2 separate regions of the Pan troglodytes genome follow, and region 2 is linked to region 1. Evidence: chromatin contacts called from public capture Hi-C data. All regions are on one chromosome and are shown on one strand. The core of a region is the stretch at or near the end of the contact, and the rest is flanking DNA. Distances in the headings are between cores, read along the strand shown.

What was found. Capture Hi-C pulls out chosen DNA fragments and counts their contacts.
Region 2: a contact with region 1 is called in a capture Hi-C map of stem cell-derived neural stem cells, with 8 times the contacts expected there. The contact joins two enhancer-like sites. A contact is called at or near these places in 5 of 7 Hi-C or Micro-C datasets (blood, induced pluripotent stem cells, a lymphoblastoid cell line and 1 more) and 1 of 1 other capture datasets (stem cell-derived neural stem cells).

The regions. Positions count from the first base shown.
Region 1 is chr2:18,252,494-18,257,699 of NHGRI_mPanTro3-v2.0_pri, reverse strand. No RefSeq gene overlaps it. Among named protein-coding and RNA genes, the nearest start is that of LSM3, 74 kb to the right of the region's middle. Within about 2 kb of position 2,784, at least 2 of the 24 cell types and tissues checked have an H3K27ac peak or open chromatin away from gene starts, as enhancers often do. A contact at or near this core is called in stem cell-derived neural stem cells, where this site is marked.
Region 2 is chr2:18,460,931-18,466,808 of NHGRI_mPanTro3-v2.0_pri, reverse strand. The region is part of intron 6 of SLC6A6 (solute carrier family 6 member 6); the gene reads right to left. Among named protein-coding and RNA genes, the nearest start is that of SLC6A6, 62 kb to the right of the region's middle. Within about 2 kb of position 4,173, at least 7 of the 24 cell types and tissues checked have an H3K27ac peak or open chromatin away from gene starts, as enhancers often do. A contact at or near this core is called in stem cell-derived neural stem cells, where this site is marked.

The sequences.
Region 1 (5,206 bases), core at 1,535-4,034:
AGCTGGCTGGAACAGAGGCTTGCTATGGAAGACAGTGAGGGAGGCTGAGCAGACACGGCAGAAACAACAAATGTCATGGCCATTCTTTGGAGGCAAGGCCTTTATCCCAGTGGACTGAGGCATCTAGTGTGGGAATTGGAGAGTCTGAATCTCTGAGCCAAGCCAGAAATCTGAAACAACGATAGGCCCTCTCTCTTGACTGCCCACAAGCCACATTGTGTCTTCATTGACCCAGAAATCCTTTGAAAGGAGACCCAGGGACAGAAATGGCCTGGAGCAGCTCCTGTTCTTGGCTTCTTGGGGCTTTGGAAGGAAACCATCTAAGTCTTCCCAGACCGCACTGGGAAGGCCAAGAATCCACAAGACAACTGACCAGGGGGGAGAGATGGTTGAGGGTGGGGACCATTTGGGGCATTTTCCACTGCTCTTGCCCTGTTTGTTCGTGGTCGGTCTGACTGCTCCTGAGGGTCCTGGTCTCTGGCGGGGGCAGGGAGGGGGTGCTGCGGGGCTGGTGGAGGAAAGGGACACAGGCCTGTAGCTCTATCCCAGAGTTGGAGCCCTCCTAGGAACTGCAGGATGGTGTGATACATGGAGACACCCCCAGGGCCCTGGAGGGGCAGTACCTATGTCCTGTGCCCTCCCATCATGCCTAGCACAGTGCCTGCCACAGGGTTATATGCATGGCACTAGTTACCATTCAGAAAACAGATCCCAAGTGCTTGCTGGGAGTGAGTAGAAGAGGAGTTCACAAGGACCGAGGTGCGTGATCACGTCAGTGTCACTGACTTGTGTCTTTGGGGCTGACTTGTGCCTTTGGGGCTGTCTCCCATTCCGGCCCTCCTGTAACCGTCACATCCGGTCTCCACAGGGGCAGGACTCCCTCTGAAACCTCTGGCCTGACACCAGCCACATACCACTTTCCAGCTTTCGAGAGGTGCAGCTGAAGATGTGAATGAAAATCAATACATATGGGCAAAGATTCATTAAAATTCAATACTTATTCATGTGTTTTTTTTAACTCTCAGCAAAAGAGGCACAGAGGAGAACTTTCTTAATCTGATAAAGAGTTTCCATCAAAGAAATGTGTGTGCACGCACGCTCACACACACACACAGCTAACATCATCATTAATGGTAAAATACTGAATTCTCCTAAGGATAGGAACAAGAAATGGATGTCCGCCACTATCATTTCTATTCAACATTATACACCAGAGCCCAGTTGTTTCGATGAGGCAGAAATAAAAATAAAAATAATAAAGTTTGAAATGAAACATACAAACTCATTATTTAAGATGACAATATTGTATATGGAAAAAATCCAAAATCCAATAATAACCTATTAGTATTAATGAGTAAGTTTAGCAAGATTGCTGGATATAATCAACATACAAAAATTAGTTTAGTGTGTATGTGCTGGCAACAATTACCAAATGAAAATTTTGAGGTGCCATTTACAATAATACCAAAATAATCATCAAATACTTATGAGTAAGTCTAATGAAAGAAGCACAAGACCTCTATGACGACACAAAACAGTGTACAGAAATTAAAGAAGACCTAAATAGAGGACCGTAGCCTGCTTGTTGTTTGACCAGCTTAATATTATTACAATATTAAGTTGCCAGATTGATCTGTATGTTTAATACAAACCCATTCCAGCAGGTATTTACAAGAAAATTGGCATGCTGCTTTCAAAATTTATGTGGAAATTCCAAGGACCTAGAATAGGTAAAGCAATCTCACAAGAGTACGAAGCTGGATGACTTAATGTACTGGATGTCAAGGGTTTTTTCTAAATCCAGAGTAAGAAGGCAGTGTGGCATACTGTGATCCTAGTCAAGTGGACCAATACAACACAGTAGGGAGCCCAGAAACAAACCCACATGTGTTCAATCCCTGGATTCACAAGAAAGATGCACAATTCAGTGAGGAAAGGTGATATTTAATAAATGGTATTAGTTCAATTGGAGAGTCATATGGGGGAAAAATGGGCCTACCTCATATCATACCCCAAAATTAATTCGAGATCCATCATAGACCTAAATTAAAACAAAAAATCTTCTAGAAAATAAAATACAAGAATATCTTCATGACCCTGGGGTAGACAAAAATTTCTTAACCAAACAGGTTGAGAGATGTTTGAAATACATCTATGAAAATAAATACCAATATCCATAACATACAAAGAACTTTTATAAATTAATAAGAAAAGACAGGCTAGGCACAGTGGCTCATATCTGTAATCGCAGCACTTTGGGAAGCCGAGGCAGGAGGATCACTTGAGCTCAGAAGCTTGAGGCCAGCCTGGGCAACACAGCGAGACCATGTCTCTACTAAAATTAAAAAAAAAAAAAAAATAGCTGGGTGTGGTAGGGGCACCTGTGCTCCCAGCTACTTGTGAGGGTGAGGTGGGAGGATTGCTTGAGCCCTGGAGATCCAGACTGCAGTGAGCCGTGATCACGTGACTGCACTTCAGCCTGGGTGACAGAGCAAGACCCTGTCTCAAAAAGAAAAAGAGAAAGGAAAAGACAGACATCCCAGTTTTTTAAGTGGGCAAAAAGCTGTGAACAGAGACTGCACCAAAAAGCACATCTAAACAGCCAATTATCATATAAGCATTATTAACATCTTGGAAATGCAGATTAAAGTCACAGGAAGATGCCAACACACTCCTCACTAAAATGGCTAGCAGGTGTGGTACACTGGCAGCTATACTGCTGTCAGCAGGTGGCCTGCAGCTGTCGGCTCCTCCAAGGTCTGCCTCTGCTAGGAGAGCCACCCCGCCCTAGGTCATGGCCCTCCTGGGGCAGCCCAGATCAGGCGGCTGAGTGCAGCAGGGCTTAGAGGTCAGCCTTTTGTTTCCACTGGATGTGGGTCACGCTGCTGGGCAGCACTCACGCCAGCCAGCTCCCTGCTAGGTTAACTGGGGCTTTGTCTAGCCTGAGTCAAAGCTCAGCTCTTCTCTCTGCCCCATCTTGTTCCTTCCTTTTCTCTTCACAGGTGTGGATCCCCAATAACTGTCTCCAGATCCAAACTCCATGGCCAAATCTGCTCCCGGAGAAACCAGCCTGCACAGTGAGGATGTGGGTATGGAGCAACTGGAACCCTCAACTATTGCTGTTTGGATCATCACTTAACACCACTTCAGAAAACTTTTGGCAGCATTATATTATATATTAGTATTCTAATGCTAAACTCAGTCTACATAGACCCTAAGACCTAGCACATTCTCTTCTAGGTAGATGCCCAACTGAAATCAGTGCTTATGTCCTCAGAAGCCCTGTTCACAGAAGCTTGATGCGTAATAGCCACAACTGGCAACAGACCAAATTTCCATCTTCAGGAGAATGGATAGACACGTGGGGGGCAGTTCAATGCAATGCTAACAGCACATCAAAAGGAAAAAGGCTGCTGCTACACACAACATGGGTTCAACACACAGGCTTTGTGTTCAACAGAGGAAACCAGGCACAGAAGAGTGCACATATCCTGTGTGTACATACACAGTACACACAACTTGTGTGGCTCCATTTACGTGGTGACCAAACCTAGGCACAACTAATCTGTAATGATAGAAGTCTGGAGAATGGAGAAATCGAGGCTGGAGGGAGCTTGCTGGGGAGCTGCAAGTGTCCAATATATTGATTGATCCTGGGGGTGGTTGTATGCATATATACACAGGCAAAAGTTAATCAAACCCTACCCTTAAGATGCACGCACTTTGCTGAATGTTACACTTGATAAAAAAAAAACTAAGTTAAGAAATAGAAGTTCCAAGCCTTCACAATGACCCACATTTATTGAGAACTTACTGTGTTTCAGGGCCAGTCATTTCATGCAGCAGATCACTCCATGCACACACACACACACACACACACCCCAACAAATACATCCTCAACACACACACACCCCAACACATATATACTCCAATACATACACATCCTAATACACACACCCCAACACACACATATGCCCTCAACACACACCCCAACACACATACCCTCAAAACACATACACTCCCTAACACACACATACCCCAACACACACACACCCCAATACATACACACCCCAACACACGCACTCCAACACACACACCCCAATACACATATACCCCAACACACACCCCAATGCACACTCCAACACACATCCCAACACACACATTCCAACACACACCCCAATGCACACACACCCAACACACACACATCCCAACAAAAACATACTCCAACACATACATGCCCCAATACATACACACCCCAACACACACACACACAGCAACACGTGCATACTTCAACACGCACATACTCCAACACACACACCCCAATACACACACACACCAATACACACATACTCCAACACACACACCTTAATACACATATGCCCCAACACACACACCCCAACACAAACATCCCAAAACACACATTCTGACACACACATACTCCAACATACACACCCCAATACCCACACACCCCAACACACACACAATCCCCCCACGGACACCAACACACACATACTCCAACACACACATACTTCAACACACATACCCCAACACACGCCTTAAAACACATACCCCCAACACACACACAACCCAACACACACAGCTCAATACACACACAGACCAACGCACTCATAGACACACACACACACACACACAGTCTCACACACCCCCAGCTTCAAGGCACAGCTTAAAGCTAAGCCTGGGGAGAAATAAGAACCGTAGGTGCAGTTACGTGGTCTAAACTCTGGGATCCAGGCGTCTTGTCCTTAAAGTGGAAGTGATACTGCTCCCCACCTCCCAGAGATATTAGGGACACAAGACATTAGGCACATTCCAACACACACCCCAATACACACACACACAACACACACACACCCCAACAAACACATACTCCAACACATATACGCCCCAATACATACACACCCCAACACACACACACAAGATATTAGGGACACAAGACATTAGGCACAGGGCCAGGTGCACCCAAGGCTCTCAGAATGTAAGGACTGGCCATTGCAGGCCCTGCTGAGGGAGGGCAGGCCCGAGGAACACAGGGTGTTGTGGGGAACACAGGCAAGGAAATTACACTCGTGGGACCTGGGAGGGTTGGGGCGGATATTGGTATAAATCTTTGCATCACTTATTTCAGTTTGCAAATCCCATAAGTACCAGTTCCTTCTGCAGCCTGGGAGGGCTGATTACACTAACT
Region 2 (5,878 bases), core at 2,924-5,423, 210 kb before region 1:
TCCACCTGCCTCAGCCTCCCAAAGTGCTGGGATTATAGGCGTGAGCCACAGCGCCAGCCCACCTCACAGATTTACTGAGATTAAATGAAAAACATCCTATAAATAGTTTGTCCCAGGCATCATCTAAGCACAAAATACAGTGGTGGATAAGACAGAAAACAAATCCCTGCCTTCGTGGAACTGACATTCCAGGGCGTAGAGGTGGAAAAAGCAAAATCAGAGAGTAAGCTATCAAGTGCGTGTGTAGAAGCCACAGCCCAGTGGTTGCCAACCATGGCATGTGCCCATTGCATGCAGGTCATATTAGTTAACAACTAACTACAATGTTGGTATGATTCCTATGGTCAGGGATCAGATAAGCAAGGGTTCAAATCCCAGCTCCGTCCCCTCATTTGCTGTGTGATCTTAGGCACATTGCTTAACCTCTCTGGACCTGTTTCCTCATGAGTAGAATTCAGATAAGAGTAATAGAAGCCCCTCAACAAGGGGTGAGCTGAGGATTCAATAGGATGATGCTTGTAACACTGCCACTCATAGGTGCTCCAGAAAGAGGGCCTGTTGTTGACACTGATTTTGCTGGAAGGACGAGACCTTCAGGGAAGAAAATGAGGCCTCTCAAAGGCCCTTAACTGGGAATAGGAAAGGCTCCCCCCTTCACCAGGCCTCTGGGAGACCCATGGCCTTCCCTGGGTCACACTGCATGTTCCAGACAGGCCAAGATCAGGTGTGAGGTGGGGACTAGAAACGACGTGGCCATCTCCTCCCAAAGACCTTCTCTCCTCTTGTCCTGCAAGCGCTGTTTGTGGCTTCAGTTCTCATGGATGGATTTTCCCATCTTATTCAATACAAGGAGTTTCCAGACAGAGATTATGCCTGGGAGGAGTTCGAAGGTGCCTGGCTGAATGGACAGTTCGATCCTAGTGTTTCAGGCAGGGCACTGGCTGAGTAGGAACGTCCCAGGCACAAGCCCACTTCATCCTCACCATGCCCCCCAGGACGGTGGTTTACAGTGGAGAAACTGAGGCTCGGTGGGCTTTAAGGACTTGCCCAGGGCATCAACGGAGTCCAGGATTTGAACCCAGAGCCTGTGGAGGGCTAACCTCTGTGCAGAAAGGCATGAAGTGTTTTACTTCGACATGCAGAAAGTTCATGGTGGCCACCTTGAAACATTGAGACTGGTTGGCAGAGCCCTGGGCCGCATCTGGGGATCAGGGGACCTTGGAGGAACCACTGCACAGTCAATGCACCCATTTTACAGGAGAGGAAATTGAGATGAAGAGAACAGGACCAATGTGCCCATGGAGTTGGGGGTGCAGTGCCAGGGCACTGCTGGGGCCCAAGTATGTAACAGACACTGACCGATAGTGACAGAGCCCCAAACCTCACCTAGCTGGCACCACGACCCTCGACAGAGCAAATTCTTGTGGCCATGATCCCTTTGAGTAGAAACAATGAGAAAGGGGCTTTGGAAAAGGGCAAAAAGAAAGCTTTCAGGGCCTGCTTAGCTCAGCTGCCCTCAGCCCAACAACCCCTAGGCAGCGTTTATTGAGCACTTACTGTGTGCCTAGCACTGTTCCAAATGCTGTGACGTCTACTTTCACTGGCCCGTGCCCTAACCCTCTGAGGTAAGTTTTATTACTATCTCCATTTTGCAACAATAAAACTGAGGCCCAGAGAGAGTCCATCACTTGCCCAGGGTCACGTGGCCTTAAGCAGCAGAATGGGGACCTGCCCCACAGCCCACACATAGCAGACCAGCAAAAAGCCTCCCACAACTGGCAGTTTACTGATTCTCCCCAAGACCAGAGGGCAGCCAGTAGGGAGGCCCTCAGGTCTGAATCCAAGCTTAGAGGCTGGCTTGCCATGAGACCTCCAGGAAGCCGCTGTCCGCTCTAGACTCTGTTTCTCCACCTGGAAGTAAAGGGCTGGGACCGTAGGAGCTCTGAGGTTGCCTCCCACTCTGCCACTCTAGGTCGAGGGGTAGAGAGGCTGTGGGTCAGCTGGGGAGCCACCTCTACCAGGGGTTGCACGCTGCCTCTGCCACCCCTTGCTGGTGACCTGGGCCTCAGCTTCCCCATCTGTCCACTGAGGATAAGGGAACGCTGACCTTGCTCGATGGCCCCTGGCCTGCGGTGAGCATTCAAGAAGCCTCTTTGGCCGGCACTGTCAGGATGGCTCTCCGACACTGACAGGGTGGGCCCTACTGCTGCCTCTGCCCCCGGGCGTCCTTTGTTCCTCCAGGCCTCAGTTTCTCCAGCCACCGTCATCTCTTCTCCTTGAGGCCAGGAGCCTACATGATTTCCCGAGGATGGGAAGGCAGACGTGGAGGGCGGGGGCACATCAGGAAGCCACAGAAGGGGGGAAAGAAGTGAAAAAAGAAAACCAACCTGCCTCTCCCTTCCTGAGGACAGGCGGCCAGGCGCCCCGACCAGTTCCCACCTCTGGGGCCCTTTGTGGGCCACACCCGGGCTGGCGAACAATAGCTGCTGACAGCAGCCCCGCAGGGGTCTCCAGAGGGCGGCCACTTCAAAGCCAGCCAGGCCTCCACTGGGCCAAGCAACCGGTCTGTGACCAGAGGGCTTTGTGTCAGGGACAGGGGTGTGGAGGTGGCTTTCTTTGTTTTCACGTAGTTAGTTTATTTAACAAGCACTTACGCAGTGCGGATTTTGTGCCAGTGCGGATTTTGTGCGGGACACTCAGCTAAGAGCTTCATGAGTTTTAACTCATTTAATCCTCAGACAACTGAGAAGAGCCAGGCATCAGCCTCACCTGCATTTTCTAGATGAGGAGACTGCCCAGAGAGGTGGGGGCACCTGCCTGCAATCACAGTTACTGGTGGTGGATGCGGGATGGATCCAGGCCAGCTGGTGTCAGGTCCCCACACCTTTGGGATGTGTGTCATTGTTCCTCCCCAAATCCTGGTCATGCCACCTCAGCCGTGTGAAGGGAAAATAAAATCTCAGGACCCCAAACTCACTATGCAGAAGGAAAAAGTTAAGCTTGGGAAGTGAGTCACACACACGCACAAAACCGGCCTGCTTTCTGTTCTTCAGCAGAGAGTTGTGAGATACAGGCCACATATCTCCCCAGGCGGCCTCCCTCACCCTGACAATGTAAACTCACAGCTCATCTTCACAGGTGCCGGACAAAGAGACAAGAAATGAGCCATCCACCCACACATCTAGGCATGTGTCTCCTTCCTCCACCGTGTGTACACCCTACCCTATGGAAAATGTGTGTGTTCTCTACCCTATGGAAAATGCAGATTTGCTGAGAGACATCGTGCATAATTACCTGAATTACCTGTTCCTCTGTCCCTTCCTGCTGTTTCCCCTTACATTTTTTTTTTAAGACACGGTCTCTGTCGCCCATGCTAGAGTGCAATGGTGCAATCACAGCTCACTGCAGTCTCAACTTCCCGGGCCTAAGAGATCCTCCTACCTCAGCCTCCTGAGCAGCTGGGACTACAGGTACACGCCATGATGCCCAGCTAATTTTTGTATTTTTTAGTAGAAACAGGGTTTTGCCATGTTGACCAGGTTGGTCTTGGACTCCTGAACTTAAGCAATCTGCCCTCCTCGGCCCCCCCAAGTGCTGGGATTACAGGTGTGAGCTACTGTGCTGGGCCTCCCCTTTATGTACTGAGGTTCTCAAAACTCTCTTTGGAAAAAGTGCAGGCCACAGATCCTACTGTGGCTCATGTCTCTTTCCTGAGCACATCTTCAACCTTGGCAAAATAAACCTCTAAGCTCATCGAGCCCCCTGTCTCAGATGGGTTTTGGTTTACAGTAGCAGGTTTGAAAGCCACCCTTGCTTTGCAGAATCTGCTGCTCCGAGGACAAGCCCCTGAGAGCCATGCTTTCAACTTTTCCGTGGCTCCCCCGGGATCCCCAAGGGACAGGCTGGTGCTAGCTGCTGCCAGGGGCCTCTGGTGGTGGCCCAGCAGGCCTTGCTGTGGGACGTGGTATTTTTCCACTCTTGCTGGTGAACCTCCGTGGCTCCTCTGAGCCCTAGACCCAAAAGCCCTGTGGCCCAACTGTCCAGGAAACTCACAAGGACAACTTTTCTCCATCCCCTCTGGGCAGTAGAAAAGAGGGTGGCTGAGCATCAGGGGGAGCCGGGCATCCTTTGGGAGGTAAGTGTCTGGGCAGCAGCAGCAGCAGGGGGAGCCAGGCATCCTTTGGGAGGTAAGGGCCTGGGCAGCAGGGCTCGCCATTGATCCCAGAGATCCTAGGCAGGCCCCAAGGATCCTCAGCGCCCTGGCTGTTGGTGAGGGGCTTCACTAACTCATTTCACATAAGGGGAAGGTGAGGCGGAGAAAGTGAAAGGGCCTTGTCCAAAGTCACGCAGTTTGGGGGATCCAGAGCTAAAAGGACCTGGCTCTGACTACCCCCTGCTTTGTTTTTAACCAGGCAAAAAGAGCTGCTCCGGAAGCCAACAGCGAAGAGCCCCAGCCTCAGTGAACGTCCATGCTCACTCCGGGGCCTCCTCCCCTGTGCGTCTGCAGGGCTTGCACTTCCTGTGTGAGTGTCTGGATCTCTGCCCCCTTCCCAGACCCCACTCTGTGACAGCAGGGACATGCCTGCCACGTGCCCTACTTACTGCATCCTCAGGTTGGCACGGGGGTGGGCACAGGAGGCGGAAGAGTGTGGGGCACCCAGGTCGGGAGTGGGGCTGCCTGGGTCCAAATCCCAGCACAGCCACTGACAAGCTGTGGGATGCTGGGCAAGGTAATGAGCCTCCCTGAACCTGAATTTCCCCATCTGTAAAATGGGACTAATAACTGCACATACTCAAAACCATGAGGAGGATTCAATGAGCTACCTAGCAGCACTGAGAATGCTGCCCGGCACTCACAGGCTACTGCGCTTTCGCCACCGTTATCACTATTTGTTGAATGGATTAATGGCAGCCTAGTTTCAACCTCCTGGAATAGTGAAAATTACAAAAAAGGAAACTGCAACCTAGAGAGGCAAAGTGACTTGAACTCAGATCCTGAGCCTCTCAGGCTGGGGCTCTCCCTCCATTATCCTCCAACTCCTCCTTGCTGGACTAGACACGAGAGCAGGGCCTTGGCAGGATGAGGTCCATCTGCTGCCTGTGGGCCCAGCCCCCACGTCAGCCACAAACCTGGTCTGTGGCCAGGGCTGGAAGCCATGGCCAGCGAGCAGGCAGCCTCTCAGCCATGGGGCTTGAGGAAGTTCACAGAGCCTGACTGTGTTTGTCTTGGCTTCTCTGGCCTGGCCCAGGCTCTGCTATTGTTCTGGGAATCACGCCCACCCCTGGGAGGCCTACAGCCACCCCACGAAGGAGGTTGTTGCTAAGGGTGAGGAGGGAGGACCCCTGGAAGATCACGTCTTTGCTCGGCCACAGCTGCAGCCTGGCACCCTCTCTCTGGCTTTGACACTATTCTCCAGTGTTCTGCATTATGTCTCAAAAGTTGCTCACTGTCCCTGGCGGACATCAGCCTCCTCCATCAGACTGGGTGCTCCCCAAGGGTCTGGGTCAAACACACCTCAGGGCCTTTGCACAGGCTGTCACTTCTACCTGGAGATTTTCCCCTCCACATACGCACCTGGCTCAGCCCTTCACTTCCTTCACATCTTTGCCTAGAGTCACCTTCTTGGTAGGCCTTGCCTGGCCACCCTATTCAAAATTGCTCCCAACACTCCCCATTCTCCTTCTCTGCTTGACTTTTTCCCATAGCTCGCATCCCCATTTGACTCCTATATATTTTTCCCATTCGTTTTGTTACAACCTGACTCTTCCTGCCAGGCCATCAGCATCTGGAGCACAGGAATTTTTGTCTGTTTTGTGAACCACTGCATGTCCCCCAGCCCTGTTTCTACAAAGCACCTGGCACACAGTAGAGGCTCAA